Linked DNA regions of Anas platyrhynchos: region 2 is linked to region 1. Evidence: chromatin contacts called from public Hi-C data. All regions are on one chromosome and are shown on one strand. Each heading gives the region's core, a stretch centred on a gene start, on an enhancer-like site or on the middle of the called end of the contact. The rest is flanking DNA. Distances are from core to core; before and after follow the strand shown. Region 1 holds the start of CHMP6 (charged multivesicular body protein 6). Region 2 holds the start of NPLOC4 (NPL4 homolog, ubiquitin recognition factor).

Region 1 (2,700 bases), core at 74-2,573:
AGCTGCATATCCAGCAGGCCTTTTTCTGGCTCTCCAGCAGGCAACCTAAGCTGAGGCTGTAGTTTCGCTGACCGCACCAGAACAAATACTGTTCCTAAAACCAAGGTCCCAAGACAAGCCAGAGGAAGTTTCTACTACAGCTGCCTGCACTGTGCCTCAAGTTTTAGTAACTCACTACACTTGTATTTAACACGGAGCTGACAATACTGACTCAAACCAAGCTCACGCTGATTCGTTAGAGAGGAGCCGTGGCACGAGGCTGATCCCAGAGCGCTGTGCGTTGGGCACAGGGCTCTCAGGACTCTGCCCCCAGCAGGAGGTGTTGGCTGGAGGCTGTCACCCCCGCCCCAGCGGGGCCGCCCGGCGCTCACCATGCGCTCCAAGTTGCTGATCTGGTTATCCGTCCTGTCCAGGAGCTGCTCTTGGTAGCGCTTCTTCTTCAGCAAGAGCAGGGCTTTTCTGGGGGACAAGAAGAGCAGGAAAACTCAGCACAGAGGGGAGCAAAGGGGATAAGAGCGGGGCTTTTCTGGGGGACAAGAGCAGGGCAACTCAGCAGAGAAGGAAGCAGACGAGCCTAAAGAGGCCGCTTTAGGTGACGGTACTCGTTTAAACACCACTCATTTTGTGTTATTTTTCCAAAAGAGGAGAAACAAAAGTGAAAATTCAATGCGACCCCTGAGCTGTTCCCGTGAATAAGGGTGGGTCAATTAATCGAGCATAAATTGGCGACCTAGCGCCTGCGTTTGGTGGGGACGGGGGGTTTATTGTGCTGGGGGGGGGTCACCGTGCTGGGGGGGTTTCATCGTGCTGGGGGGGTCACCGTGCTGGGGGTGTCACCGTGCAGCCCCCCAGACCCAAGCTGGACCCCCAGGGGCTGGGCCCGGCTGGAGAAGCAGCCCCAAGCCCCCCCCCCATCCCCCCAGCGGCCCCACTCACTCTTTCTTGCCCTCCTTCAGCAGCTGCCGGGCCAGGGCTCGCTCCCGCTCCATGTTGAGGCTGATCCGCTTCTGGTACTGCCTCAGCTTGTCGCGCTGCTGCTTCAGCTGCTGCAGGGACACGGCGGGACGCGCCTCAGGGCCGGGCCCGGGGCAGGGGCAGCCGCCGCCGCCTCACGGGGCCTCACCGGGCCCAGCCCTCACCACCACCCCCCCCCCCCCGTTACCAGCACGGCCTTGTCCTGCTCCGTGACGCGGCTCCGCCGCTTCCTCCCGAACAGGTTCCCCATGGCCCCGGTCCCGGTCCCGGTCCCGGCCTCGGCCCGGCCCCGGGCGGCCCCGGCCCCGGCCTCCCCCTCGGCCTCCGCCCCCCGACGGCGGCCGCGCAGGGCCCGGCCCCGCGGAAGGCGAGAGAGGAAGAGGGGAGAGGGGGCCGCGGGGGGGCGGTAGCGGGGCGCGGAGGGAGCCTGAGGGGGGTGGGGGGGTGGAAGGGATTGGGGGGGGCTGGGGAGGGGGTGGAGGGGATGGGGGGGTGAGGGGGGGTCTGTAGGAAATAGGGGGTGTTGGGAGGGGGTTTAGGGGATGGGGGTCTAAGGGGGGGGTCTGTAGGGGATGGGGGGTGTTGGGGAGGGAGTATAGGGGATGGGGGTGTACGGGGGGGCTGTAGGGGATGGGGGGTGAAGGGGGGGCTGTAGGGGATGGGGGGTCTGTAGGAAATAGGGGGTGTTGGGGAGGGGCTGTAGGGGATGGGGAGATGTAGGGAATGGGGGTGTAAGGGGGGGTCTGTAGGGGATGTGGGTGTGGGGGGACTGTAGGAAATAGGGGGTGTTGGGGGCTGTAGGGGATGGGGGAGGTTATAGGGCACTGGGGTATGGGGCTTGTAGGAAATAGGGGGTGGGGGGGGGGTGTAGAGGATGGTGGGGGTATAGGGGATGGAGAGTAGAGAGGGGGGGTTATAAAAGAGGAAGGGGGTTATAAAGGGGGGGGTGTAGGGGTTGGTGGCCATAGGGGGTGGGGATATAGGGTTAGTGGCTATAGGGGATGGGGGGTTATAGGAGAAGGGGTGCCCCCTTTATGGGGGGGTTTATGGGACAAAGCATTCAGGGGGTGGTGGGGCTATAGGGATGGGGATGGGGAAGGCTGTAGGGGATGGGGCAGCATTGGGGGGCCTGTAGGGAAAGGGGGCTATGGAGCATGGGGTGTATAGGGGATGGTGGTTGTAGGGGGTGGGGGAGCAATGGGGAACGGGGTTATGTGCGATGGAGACTAAAGGGATGGGGGACTGCAGGGAATGGGGGGCTTGTGTCAGAGCCTCAGAGATCCATCAGCATGTCCCCAAGGCACCACGTCCCCACGTCCGATCCCAGGACCCTGCAATTTGGAGCCCCCCAGGGCGTGCACACCTCGGGGCCTGGTGCTGTGCCCCTCTCATGGCGCTGCCTCTGCGGTGCCAGCTGCGGTGGGTTTTGGTCGGGCTCAGAAGCAGGGACCTGGGCTTGTGGAAATCTCTTCTGCCCAGGATCTCGACGTGTAAGCGGCCTCTTTGTGTGCAAACAGCCCCAAATCACACAGTGTGCCACCTAAAAACATAACTCCGCTGTTGGACACGGCTCCCGGCCTCTCGCCCCTGTGGCACTGCCCCTCCCCACCTCCGTCCCACAAAGTGATCCTCAGACTGAAGTATTTCTGCATTTATTTTTTATTAACCATTTATCTGTTTGTAATTGTTTTACTCTCACATTACAATTGTGTTCTGTTTGTTTTT
Region 2 (2,700 bases), core at 30-2,529, 220 kb before region 1:
CCCCACCAGCACGAAGAGCAGCATGGGGTCAGAGCCCAGCAGGGCCAGGCGCTCGTCTTGTAGGGACCCCTTGGCCAGCAGCCCCCAAACCCCCACTCCTAGGGCCAGGAGGCCCAGCAGGAGGAAGAGGAGGTTCCAGAGGAAGGCCAGGTACCGCACGCAGTGGCTGAAGGCGCCCGGTTTTTGGGGGACGGGGTGCCACTCCTCGGGGTGCTGCTCGGCCACAGAAAGGTGCACGTCCCCCAGCTGCAAGCCTTCATCATCGTCATCATCATCAGAGGGGTAGGGCAGCTCCACCAGCCTGGCTGCCTGCGTGGGACAAAGACACATCCCCCGTGGTGGCTGTAGGGCCTGCAGACCCCCAGAAACACCCCCATAATGGCCCCCACATTCCCTACGCACACCAGCACAAGGCAGCTGGGGGTTCCCAAAGCCCACACCCCATAACCCCAATGGGGTGTGGGTGAGGTGGGAATAGGGCACTCTACATCCACCCCACAAGGGAGCCCTGCCAGAGACCCTGCCCCTCACAGAGACCCCCAGCTCATCCCTATGGGGACCCCAGGGGATGCAGGCACCCATAGGTGCCCAGGAAGCACCCAGCCCCCCCCCCAGGCCCAGGACACGGAGCCACCCCAAGGACCCCACAGAGGCCAGGACGGGGGTCCCGGGGGTTACCTGGGGCAGCAGCCGGCTGCTCTCCCCGCTGCCCCCGGCCCTGTGGGGGCTGAGGAGCCGGGACAGCCGTTCCCTGAGCGGCGCCATCCTGCTCCCCGGGGCTGCTGCAGTCACACTCCCATCATGTGAGAGGCTGCGGCCGGGCCTTAAATAGGGCCGCAGCTCCCAGCACCGCAGCTGGGCCCACTCAGCCCCCCCCTGCAGCCCCCACAGTGGTGGGTGGTGAAGGTTTGGCAGGGTGGGTCCAGGACCGCCATTAGAGGGGCAGCGGGGGCGAGCAGGGGACGAGGATCCGCACCCAATCTGAGCCCACCCCGTGGTTTTCTGACCCCTTGGGGATTCCCCCAACGTGTGGGGGAAAGCAAGAGGAAAGAGGAAGAGGAGGATGAGGATGAGGAGGAAGATTAGGAACGGGGGACTGTTTGTATCCGGAACGAAAAAATAGGCGATGTGGTTGAGGGGGGCGGGTTAGGCGGTTGCACCGCGCCTCCATGGGGGAACGCTGTGGCGGCGGACCGCCCCGCCTAGGAACCTTTGTGCGGCGGAACGCGGGGGCCGGGGGTTGGGACCCACCCGGAGGCCTGAGGGGAGCGGGCAGCGGCGGCGGCGGGGCCGGGACCGGGCCCTGGGGGCGGCGGCGGCGGCGGCGGCGGGAGCGGAGCGGGGGGGGGGAGGGGAACGGAACCGGCCTGGGCCTCAAGGAACGGCGCGGGGGGGGGCCGGGGGCAGCGCTGAGAGGGCCCCGGAGGGCGGCGAGATGGCGGAGACGATCGTGAGTGGGGCCCGGCGGCGGGGGAGGGGCGATGAGGCAGCAGAAACCGGGGGGGGGCGGCGGGGAAGGCCCCGGGGGTGGGGGGGGGGGGTTGGGGGGGGTAAGGGGAGGCCCCCCCCGAGCCCCGGGGCCTTCCTCTGCCCCCTGGCAGCCCCCTCAGGGGGGTCCTGCCCGGTCCCGGGGGGGCAGCGTTGACGTTCGCTGCTTTTTACCGCCTCCTGTGCCCGGTTTTTGTTTATATTTTTATATTTCGCCCACCAAAATTGTCGTTTTTGCCTCGTCTCTGGCTTTAAACTTCAAGCAGGGAGCGTGAGGGCAGCGGTGTTTACGCTCGCTGCCTCCCCGTCCCTTTTTACCACCTCCTGTGCCCGGTTTTTCTTTATATTTTTATATTTCGCCACACCAAAATTGCCGGTTTTCCCCCATTTCTGACTTAAGGCTGCAGCAGGGAACGTGAGGACACCGGTGTTTACATTCGCTGCTTCCCCAGCCCTTTTTACCACCTTCTATGCCTAGGTTTTGTGTATATTTTTATATTTTAGCCCTCAAACTTGCCATTTTCCCCCCATTTCTGACTTTAAGGCTGCAGCAGGGAACATGAGGACACCAGCGTTTACATTCGCTGCTTCCCCAGCCCTTTATTACCACATCCATGCCCAATTTTTGTGTATATTTTTATTTTTTACCCCCCAAAGTTGCCATTTTTCCCCACTTCCGACTTAACGCTTCATCAAAAGCAACGCAGAACGTTTCCTGGCTTCGTGTCTCTTCATTATAAACCAACGCAGGATGTTCCTCTCTGCGTCCCCTCATTAGCCATGCAATTTGCACGCCACTAACGAGGGTTGGAGCCCGTCGGCACCGGTCCGGCCGGTGGTTGTGGCGCTGGATGCGTCCCTCCCGGAGCAGCTCTGATCCACCCTTGTCCTAAAAGTTTGGTTCCACGTCCGAGAGCAGAGCTGTGACAAAACAAAAAGCAGCCTTAGCATTTTATTTTCCCTGCCAGCTTCTCGCAGGGCCTCGTCCATTAGGGTAATTAATCCTTGGGCGTGTAATGCCATGCAGGAGGGAATTACTGCCTGGTGTGGTTGTGCTCTGACGAGGAGCAGCGTTAAAAACTGGTGCGGGGGGGATTAATTGTGCTGGAGTGGTGGGCTCCGTGTCCCCACAGCTAACGGGGGCTGTCCTCTTTTCCCCACAGATCATCCGCGTGCAGTCTCCAGACGGGGTGAAGCGCATCACGGCCACCA

Evidence for each region. Hi-C and Micro-C count contacts between places; a contact is called where the count stands out from the background.
Region 2: a contact with region 1 is called in a Hi-C map of liver, with 3 times the contacts expected there. The contact joins the promoter of NPLOC4 here to the promoter of CHMP6 in region 1. A contact is called at or near these places in 3 of 8 Hi-C or Micro-C datasets (liver, skeletal muscle and subcutaneous adipose tissue).

Annotation. Positions count from the first base shown.
Region 1 is chr19:1,139,710-1,142,409 of IASCAAS_PekinDuck_T2T, reverse strand. CHMP6 (charged multivesicular body protein 6) reads right to left here and starts at 1,323. Exons shown (of 8, transcript XM_038165497.2): 1 at 1,163-1,323; 2 at 937-1,046; 3 at 372-459. The coding sequence starts at 1,225. RPTOR (regulatory associated protein of MTOR complex 1) reads right to left here. Exons shown (of 35, transcript XM_072025751.1): 35 at 2,617-2,700.
Region 2 is chr19:1,359,343-1,362,042 of IASCAAS_PekinDuck_T2T, reverse strand. It overlaps NPLOC4 (NPL4 homolog, ubiquitin recognition factor), which reads left to right and starts at 1,279. Exons shown (of 17, transcript XM_038165401.2): 1 at 1,279-1,450; 2 at 2,652-2,700. The coding sequence starts at 1,436. TSPAN10 (tetraspanin 10) reads right to left here and starts at 1,039. Exons shown (of 3, transcript XM_027471401.3): 1 at 679-1,039; 2 at 1-309. The coding sequence starts at 765.